Linked DNA regions of Macaca mulatta: region 2 is linked to region 1. A link is a contact called in public Hi-C data. All regions are on one chromosome and are shown on one strand. The core of a region is the stretch at or near the end of the contact, and the rest is flanking DNA. Distances in the headings are between cores, read along the strand shown. Region 1 holds the start of SPATA13 (spermatogenesis associated 13). Region 2 overlaps SPATA13 (spermatogenesis associated 13).

The links. Hi-C and Micro-C count contacts between places; a contact is called where the count stands out from the background.
Region 2: a Hi-C map of liver shows a contact between it and region 1, with 5 times the contacts expected there. The contact joins the enhancer-like site here to the promoter of SPATA13 in region 1. A contact is called at or near these places in 4 of 14 Hi-C or Micro-C datasets (fetal cortex germinal zone, fetal cortical plate, fibroblasts and 1 more).

What each region holds. Positions count from the first base shown.
Region 1 is chr17:4,741,259-4,746,366 of T2T-MMU8v2.0, forward strand. SPATA13 (spermatogenesis associated 13) reads left to right here and starts at 3,168. Exons shown (of 13, transcript XM_028837286.2): 1 at 3,168-3,381.
Region 2 is chr17:4,800,936-4,806,043 of T2T-MMU8v2.0, forward strand. The region is part of intron 1 of SPATA13 (spermatogenesis associated 13); the gene reads left to right. Among named protein-coding and RNA genes, the nearest start is that of SPATA13, 59 kb to the left of the region's middle. Within about 2 kb of position 3,141, at least 5 of the 40 cell types and tissues checked have an H3K27ac peak or open chromatin away from gene starts, as enhancers often do. A contact at or near this core is called in liver, where this site is marked.

The sequences.
Region 1 (5,108 bases), core at 1,918-4,417:
AGAAAAAACCCCTGCTGAATGGAACTGTCAGCAGATGGGATCGAGCATTGCTTCTCCCCAACTGTGGGGGAACTCACAGCACTGCCCTATTCAGAGTATTTTAAAACAGGAGCATGAGATCAAATCCTGGCTCCACTGCTCACCAGCTGTGTGACCTCAGATGATTTGTTCAACCTCACCAACTTCATTTTCCCCATATATAAAATTAGAAGGGTAAGTGTACCTCAAGGTTTGTGTACCTCAAGATTGTCTTGAGGATTTAAGAAAATAATGAATGTAAACAACATGGCATAAGTGCTCAACAAATATTAGGGGAAAAACACATTCTAGGTTTGGAGATATTATGTGGAACAAAAAAAAAAGTGCCTTAGACTTAGTAGAGGTGATAGTTTCTATCCCTAGACACTCTCCTGCAGAAAGCATCAGTGCTGTTAGGACGAACTTGGGTGAAAGTTTTGAATAGGATCCAGTTAGAGTCTTGAGTACCAAAAGATCAGCAGACAAGAAAAAAGGTCACCGACGTTTGGAGGTTCCGAACCACTTGCGGGGACAAGAGAATGCAGATGCTGGCCTTGTGTGCGAGGCTGTGAGTGACGGCGACCGTGTGGACAGAAAGCCACCGCGCGAGACCTAGGCTTTTACACAGAGGCTACATTGTGATTCCCGCAGGAATGATAGAAACGGAAGGAAATTTAGCTATTGCTTGTCCTAATCTCTGACCTAACAGACTGGAAAAGGGAAAATAAGCGTGGGTTGGTGATTTACTCCCGTGATGAACACAGCTGGTTACAGCCAGGTTGGAGTGTGCCGCCTCTCCATGTCAGATCAATGAATTTCCTCTTGAACCATCCTGCCTGCCTTTAACAACAGATTGATAATCTGAACCCAGATAGATCTTTTATCCCAGGCGCTCAAAAGGTTTTCACTGAAACCTTGAAAAAAATATTTTTTAAAAGACACTAACAAACAATCAGCAAGCACCTGTATGTGCTAAGTTGATACCAAGAGTCTCACGTGGGCTAAAGTTCTAATTCTCCACCCAATGCAGCGTGAGGTGCCACTGTCACCTGCTCACTGACGAGGAAGCTGAGACTCGGCAACGTTCAGCACTGAGCCAGGGCTTGTACAGGGCCTCAAGGATGTGGGGGTCTTCAGGTCTAGTCGGTATCACTCCACAGAAATCCATTCATCTGAGGGCCAGGCCTGTTTCTCAAGGATATAATTTCAAATACAGTGTTTTCTTCACTATAAAAAAGTGTTGCATGTAAATATTAATAGTGGTTTCCAAGTAGGCAGAAATAACCTTTTGAAATACAATTGTTTTCTTAAAGAAAAATCAAAATCTTCTCCTCAGAATTGTGCTAATTCTAAAGAGATAAAAACGCCTCAATTTAGACCATGATAGTCTTTTTAAATAATACTAATATAGATTTCATTTTGGCATTTGTGAATGCTTCGTGCAGATTTTTTATAGAGTAGAAATAAAATGGAATAGCCAATAATATTAGTCTCTCATACTGTGTTTCTAAAATTTTCCAAGGTTTGGTTTTTATGTTTTTTCAGCTTTAAAAATACACAGTCGTTGTTAAAACTTTGAGTAATTTCAATAATAATTCAAAGAATTAAATAAAATTTGCCCGTATTTCTACCACCCACAGATAATTACCATTAATCTTGGTGTGTGTTTTAATTAATAGACTATTTTTAGAGCAGTTTGAGGTTTAGAAAGCAGGAATGGAAAGTACACGGAGTTCTGATGCACTCCCTCACGCCCCTCCCTCCAAGCACAACTGCTTGTACTGACATCTTACATTCGAGTGGCACATTTGTTATGATTGATGGGCCCGTGTTAGTACATTAAGATGAACTAACCCCATGGCTTACAGGAGGCTCACACCACATGCTGTAAATTCTGAGTTTTGACAAATGCATAATGACATGAAGCCACCATTACAGTATCATACAGAGTTTTCTCAATAATTTAAAAAGCATACATAAAATCAATTTTCACTTTTCATTGGGCAATATAATTTTTTAATGTTTTTTAGTTTACAGATTGTGGGTATTGTTCTTTGATTATAAAAGAAAATAGACATTTATAGATAATAGTGCTAGCCACTAAATGAATCTTCTAAAAAACTACATTTGTAGAAAGCATGTATTTATTTGATGAATTCCATTAGCTGCCTATCAGGGAACATGGAGCACTGGGGCACAGATCCCAGCACAGAAGGGTTTGCGTCTCTTCTGTGGTTTTCATGTCAATTAATGATTAGGCCTTGAGCCTCACAAGAAAGGTGACAGGCCTTTGAGTCGGTTTACTGAAACAGTCTACTCAAGACTTGCCCTAGGCCCTGGGAAACGTGTAGACTTAAAAATCCTTACCCTGCGTTTTCCTTTCACAAGGAGTGAACTTCTGGCCCAGGCAGAGGTGAGGCAGTGGGCAGTGGGGCACGGTTGCCCGGGAGATGAGACTCCTCCTCCCGCCCTGGGGGGTGGGGGCTGGCTGGTGGCTGAGGGAACTGTTTTTGTTTGTTTCTTTTTTTTAAATCGGGGTCTCGCTCTGTCGTCCAGGCTGGAGTGCAGTGGCGCGATCTCGGCTCACCGCAACCTCCGCCTCTCGGGTTCAAGCAATTCTCCTGCCTCAGCCTCCTGAGTAGCTGGGATCACAGGCGCCTGTCACCATGCCCGGTTAATTTTTGTATTTTTAGTACAGACGGGGTTTCACCATGTTGGCCAAGCTGTTCTCAAATTGCTGACCTCAGGTGATCCGCCCGCCTCGGCCTCCAGAAGTGCTGGGATTATAGGCGTGAGCCACCATGCCTGGCCGGGGAACTGTTTTTGATGGGTGGGGGGCCCCCGGCTGTGGTTGGTAGTGTGGGGGCGTGGTCGAGGGCGTGGTTGGGCCGAGGGTTTGGCCCGAGGGAGTGAGCTAGACCGGGGGCGTGGCTTGATATGGGGGCGGGGGAAGTGCCGGGCTGGGGGCGTGGCCTGGGGAGGGAACCTGGGTGGGGGCGTGGCCTGGTGGGGAGCTGGGCTGGGGGCGTGGCCTGGTGGGGAGCGGGGGCTGGGGCGTGGCCTGGTGGGGAGCGGGGTCTGGGGCGTGGCCTGGTGGGGAGCGGGGTCTGGGGCGTGGCCTGGTGGGGAGCGGGGCTGGGGCGTGGCTTGGCGGAGTGTGCCGCCGTGGCGCGGGAGAGTCTGCGTTGCGCTTTCTCCCGCGGCCGCCGTGCCCGCCGCTAGCTCCGAGGGCGCGCACTGGAGCCCAGGCTCCTCCGAGAGCGTGGCGACCCCGGGGCTCCGCCGGCACCGGAGGTGGCTCTGAGGGCAGGGACGTGTTGGACACGCTGACTTTTGAGGCTCTGCCAAGCGGCGCCGCTGGAGGTAAGACGGCATCGGGCGCGCGGCTCTGCCGGGCAGGCGCGGGCACGGGCTGTTAGGTAGAATCCCGGGAGGACTTGAGTCCCACCCAGTGGACTGCCTCGGGACTTCGGGATGTCCAGCTCCCAGCTCCTTCGCCTCTGCTTCCGCCGCTGGTAGAGGCTGCCGGGTGCTCACCTGTTAGGTCCGTGCGCCCGCTCCCTGCCCGGCGGTGGCTCTGCGCCCTCTGGGCCGCCCGGCACCATCGCCTTTGGGAGGACGTGCACGTGCTGTTCTTGCAAAAGGCCGTTTCCAGCCGGACACCTGCAGGGAGGTCGCCTTGTAACTTCACCCCGCGCTCCCAGCTCGCGGGGCCTGGCCTGCGGGGGCGGCCGTGGGGGTGGCAGAGTCTGGGGAGCCTGGCGCGGCGGAGCCCTGTAACACTCTGCTCCTTCGGCTGGCGTGGCTGGTGCCTCCGGGAACCCGGAGCGAAGCGGTTGGAGAGCTTAGTTTAGAAAGCAAGTTTCTCTTGGTACCAGCGGAGTCTCATTCCAGGGAAAAGATTTTGGGACCTGGTGCCCGTCGTCTGTGGACTGCAGGGAGTGCATTGGCGGAATTGGTTTGGTCCCGTTCTGTGCTGGAGGTGGGGAATTGGTACTCCAGCCCCAGGCAGGTAGAAGCCGGCGCTGCTGCCAGCGTCAGGGGGAGCTCGGGTGACTTGGGCTGGGCCACCCATCTGACTGCAAGGTTACAGAGCTTGAGCAAATTTCCCCTCCCTCCAAGTGCAGGAAAACCAAACCAAAGCCAGCAAACAAAACCCGGTAGGTCATTTGCTTCCCAGCATTGCATAGGAATAGATAGAATAATACTGTGAATTTATTCAGCCCTTGTTCCCATGGCTTCCCATAGCCTTATGTTATGCACCTTCCCCCGCCAGGGTTTTCTCTGTACCCCCCTTAGTTTTTTGCCGCCTCGTGTTTTCTTCCCTGTGAACCCTTCCTGGTCTGCCAGCGATTTGCTCTCCTTTATTCCCCTTGCTAACAGGCGCAGAAATCTCACTCCTTTTCTTTTTCCACCTTTCCCAGTAAATTCTTCTTTTTTTCCTAATGCCCCTCTCCCCCATCTTGCAAACTTCCTCACTGCATTATTATCGGGGTGCCTGTTAAGTCATGCACCCTCCCTGTTCTCTGCCCTCCTCCCATCCTTTAGAGTTTCTTTTTTTTTTTTTTTTTTTTGAGACGGAGTCTCACGCTGTTGCCCAGGCTGGAGTGCAGTGGCGCGATCTCGGCTCACTGCAAGCTCCGCCTCCTGGGTTCACGCCATTCTCCTGCCTCAGCCTCCTGAGTAGCTAGGACTACAGGCGCCCGCCACCGCGCCCGGCTAATTTTTTGTATTTTTAGTAGAGACGGGGTTTCACTGTGGTCTCGATCTCCTGACCTTGTGATCCGCCCGCCTCGGCCTCCCAAAGTGCTGGGATTACAGGCTTGAGCCACCGCGCCCGGCCTCATCCTTTAGAGTTTCGTGCGGCCTTGTCTTCGTATCCCGTATCCTAATTCTCATCTACCTCCCTTGGCCCCCACGTTTGCCATCTGCCTCCACCCAGTTCTCCCATCTCCTTCCTTATTTGTGCTCCTGTGCATGTGCCGGTTTCTTCCTTGTTTCCCCGTGTTTCTCCCACAGGTGCTTTCTTCCCTTTGCCCTACTTCTCCCTCGCGGGCACTCTGCCAACCCACAGCCTGCCCCGCCCGCAG
Region 2 (5,108 bases), core at 1,891-4,390, 60 kb after region 1:
TTTGAAACATTATTAAGCTCTGTGTCAAAGGAGCCATGTCTGTGGGATATTACAGCAGAGTATTCCTGAATTCTGTGTGTTGGTTGTGTTCGAGAGGACGCGCTGGCAATGAGAACCTCCACCTCTAACAAAGTCTCACAGATCGCCTCTGAGAGATGGGGTGTGTGCTCCAGGGATCCCTGTTCAGGAATAGTAGCTGATCACCTCTGGCTTGGTTCATTGGTGGCATCGTATCACATGACTGTCGTGCGTGTCCTAACTGAGGAGATGTGTGCCAAGAGGCAGGGAGGGCCTGCAAGGAAACAGTATCCAAATGTCAGTTCAATTAGAAGACAGTTTAAATTAGAAGCAGAAGGCATTTCAGCAACTGCTTTAATGTGTCAAACTGATTTGAGAGGATGAGATACTTGATTGCACGGTACAGAGAAAGGGCCATTTCTGGGCCTGTGTCCTCAGCGGTGGCAGAATGGTCTGTGGGGACATCCCCTCCATGAAGACCTGCCAGGCTCCTGGGTGGAAACTGAGTTAAAAATTAATCTCATTTCCTCAGAATGCAAAGCTATAAATTGGGGCTCTGCCTGGAAACACATTTTATGCAAAAACAAAAAAAAATGAGCATTAAAATAAATGCAGCAAAAATGAAATACAACACACGTATGTGCTGTTACACACAGTTATTAAGTATGTCTGATTAAGCCGTGGATATAAAAGCTGCATCATTCCCTTTCGGGGTATTCTGTGCTGACTGCACTGTTGGGTGTGTGAGCCTGGGAACCCAGAGACACGCAGCTCCAGATTCGGGCCGGTCTGCCTCTGCCAAGCAGAGACACTGTATTTGCTCCAGTGACCTTCACGACGCCTTCAGGACTGGGGCCATCCATCTGGAAAACTTTCACTGCTCTGAATGGTACACGTGGGGGAGGTGCAGTCTCGGGGTGACATCAGTTTTGGCATGGGTTGCAGGCATGAGGTAGTCCTAACCGGGAACTCGGTGGTTACTGCTGCAATCTTGTTTACCACCAGAAAGGTGCTGGACAGGCCATGGCTGCAGGAAGGCAAGACGCAGGGCCGTCTTCAGGGCTGAGGGCTGTGGCCGGCAACAGCTCCCCTGGAGCCTTCCAAAGTTGCCGTGAGATTGGAGGAAGAGGAACTCAGAGGCTGTCACGGTGCAGAGGTTGGGGACACAGGGAGGGGCATTGTGGAGGATGCCAGCATCTTTCGCACAGGCTCAGACCTACCTGCCCTTTCATCTCTCACTACACCAGCCCGACCTGCAGCTTTAGACACAGAAGGAAGATTTGCCTTTGTAGTCTAAGACCTGCCTTTGCAAATCCTCGTTTTCTACACCCCATCACCCCAGAGGATTGACAAAGCAAACATACATCCCTACTGGGGAAACACCATTCTCACCCACAGGAATGTAGTTTAGCCCAGTAACCCCCATAAGGCAAGCCAAGACAATCACACGCTTTTATGAAATTGACACCTTTCCCAAAGATATGCTTATTCCAGTTACATTTCTCCATATACTTTCAATTGAACATTGAACTTCAATGATCGAATACTTAAGTGACGCCAGAGCTACAGATTTTCTTTTGAAGCATCTTACCTACTCCTTACACACAGAGATCCTGAGGGTACCAGATCCAAGGGTAAGGGGGCTTCTTTCCTTTACTAAGGTGTGTATATTGGGGCTGGGAAGAGGAAGGACAGTGTCTGGCATTAGGCCTGGGGAATAACTTCATCTCTGAAATTAGAACCTTGGATGCTTTCTCTTTACAAATGTTGTAAATTATGGCCGGGCACGGTGGCTCATGCCTGTAATCCTAACACTTTGGGAGGCCAAGGTGGGAGGACCATTTGAGATCAGGAGTTTGAGACCAACCTGGCCAACATGGTGAAACCCCGTCTCTACTAAAGGTACAAAAATTAGTGGGGTGTAGTGGCACATGCCTGCAATCTCAGCTACCTGGGAGGCTGAGGGGAGGATCACTTCAGCCTGGGGGCGAGGTTGCAGTGTGCTGAAGTTACGCCACTGTACTCCAGCCTGGATGACAGAGCAAGACTCTGTCTCAAAACAAAACCAAAAAACAAGAAAAAGAAAAAAAAGGAAAGAAAAGGAAATGATAAATTTCAGTGGTTTTAACTGGCCATCGTATGTACCTGTTATCCCAGCTACTTGGAGGATGAGGTGAGAGGATCACTTGAGTCTAAGAATTTGAGGCCACCCCAGGCAACATAGCAAGATTGAATCTCTTAAAATTGCTTTCCAGTAGTTTCAGAAAAACTATTCTGAAACGAATTGGTGGCACATTCACGGTTTTCAGCACTCTTCTCTTTTTATTACAATTCTTCTTCCTAATAGCATCAGTGGCCACGGTTGCTGCTAGACCTCCTACAAAACACAGGTCAGCTTCCACAACAAAGAACCATCTGGCCCAGATGTTGGGGTGTCAGACCTGAGACGTGCAAAGCCAGCAGCCCCTTCAGTCATTCAACAGACACATGCTGAGAACACAGTGAAATAAGACACGGCTTCTGCATTTAGAGAACTTTTCATGCTCCTCGGAGAGGTTAGTGTAGAAGCCAGACGAGGAAAGCAGAATGACAGGTCAGTGTGGGAAACGCTAGAGAAGTGTCTCCAGGTATTTCAAACAAAGAATCTAATACAGGGGCTATTTATATACAGCTGAAAAACAAAAGACAAGACAGTGCAATAGCAGGAAGTTGCTACCAGCCCCTGGGGCTGGAGTGGTAAACAAGAGGGCGTGTTGCTGGAGCTGCGAGCTGGTGCCGCCCGCCCGCAGGACCTCGGACCTGGGAAGGAGGAGCTTCCCAGCAGGGCTGGAGCCACAGAGACACAACAGCTGCTGCACATGCCCATGAAATACTGTGGCAACTCCCTTTCCCAGCCCTTGAGTCACCTCCCACCACCACTGCCCGCTGCCAAACCTGGACAGAAGCCATTTGTCAGGAACCTGGGAATTGTGGTTCCCAAAACACAGAGAGACAACAATGGCTGGAGAAACAGCCTGAGAGCAGACAAGGAAACTCGCAAAGTCATGATGGTGTGGGGATCATGACAAATAGCTCAGCCCTGCTAGAGGGAAAGGCGTCCCGTATTGGGCATGGGACATTCGACATCTCTCAAAGTCCACAGGCAGCCAGTGACCCTGGGTTCAGTGACACAGCCCATCTGCAGTGTGGAAAGGACTCTGGCAGCAGAGTGAAGGATGGGTGGGCAGTGAGCCAGACCACAGTCATCCAGGTGGAAGGTAATGCAGCCTAGGAATGAGGCACCGGCCACCACGCTGACAGAGGGCGGGTGGGCATGCAGTAGAGTTGCTTAGACCTGTTGTAATCTGCAGGGAAGGAAGAGGGTCTAGCCTGACCCCCAGGTTCTGGCCTGGAGGTAGCAGTGCTGGGGTGGACCCTCCGATTTCCACCCTGCTGTGCTGTCATTACAGCAATGGTCGTAAGCTCCTCAGCCTCACTGTGCCGTAGCATCCTCACTGTCGTGAATAGGGGTCAGATGTTCCCCAGGGCCACATTCTGTGCAGCTGTGATTTAAGGGTCTGTGCTCACCCCTTCAGCATTTTCGATTTCAATGTGTTTTCTTTCAGTGTCAGTTTGTTATGTAAATCAAGCTGCTCTAACCAGTGGGCCACAGGCTGCATGTGGCCTGGGGAAGCTTTGAATGTGGCCCAACACAAATTCATAAACTTTGTTAAAACATTGTGAGATTTTCTTTTGCGATTTTTTTTTTTTTTTGGCTCATCAGCAGTTGTGTTAGTGTGTTTTATGTGTGGCCAAGACAATTCTTCTTCCAGTGTGGCCCAAGAAAGCCAGAATATTGGCCACTGCTGATGTACATGATGAGTATATTATAAAACCTTTCGACTTGTTGGTACATTTAATCTGTTCTATATTCCTGAATTTCGAATTTAAGTTTTTACTTTAAAATTACCAGTCAAAAGTTTGTTTGTTTTTTGTTGTTTTGGGGGAGAATTCTCATTATCACTAAAAACAAAAAAAATTGCATTCTAAAGTTCATACACCCTAGAATCCAGCTTGTAGACAGTGGATTTCACAATATTCCCATCTGAAATTCTTAGTTCTGTTTCTTTCATATCTCTGACAGAGTTCCCACAATTTATAAGACTTGCTACAAAACCACTAATTGAATTGCAACCCTTGTTAGTTAATAGAGGTCAAAGTATTAGTTCTAAATAATGCAACTTGCTATGTTACTCAGAAATTCCAGGAAAAGCCTTTTTTTCCATGATACTCAGTTTCACTCTTAGCAGCACACAACAATCACGTTGTTCAGCTCATGAACAAAATACTAAGTCCCTGGTCTTTTAAAAAGCGTATTGTCCCAATTAGAAACCCCAATTTTTTGCATGTGTTTTATGAAATCTAAATCCTGGAAATTAAGTTCTGAGTGTTAGAAAATTTCAACTTCTTCACTCTATAAAAACATAGTGGCTTGTAACGACTTCTTACCTTGGTATGGATTAGACAAGACAGGATAACTGATGTGATTTCACGTTGAAGTTAAATAATCTAAGTGTGCAAAGCACACCATTCTTACCCTCAGAGAGTGCACACTCTTGTTTGAAGGCAGCTCTATAAAGCTATCATTATAATCCATTTTGGTAAAAACAATTTGATGAGATGCCTGAAGGCTTGTGGAAGCACAGAGGAAGGGATTTCATTCGTTCCAGGGAGCTCAGGAAGGAATTCCTGGGTAAGGAGGCACCTGCAGTTCATCTCAAAGAATGATGAGGTATTATTAGACTAGGGATGTGTAGGCTTTTCTAAACCCACTTTCACCTTGATTTTACTAATTTATCACACTGAGCTGTCCTTCCAGAGACACTGTTCTACTTACTGTAGAGTGAGCAGTTATCCCCATTTGCTAGGAACTTTGTTGGCTTCAACCCTGGAAGTCCCATATCCTGAGATACCCCTCATTCCTGGGTCAGTCAGACACCTGGTCCCCCAAATTTACTGCCTCCCAGTTGTACTGGGTGTTGTTGACTGTTGCTTTGCTCTTGCCAGTTTCTTATCTAGAATGGGGGATTACCTTCTCACGGCCTCGAATT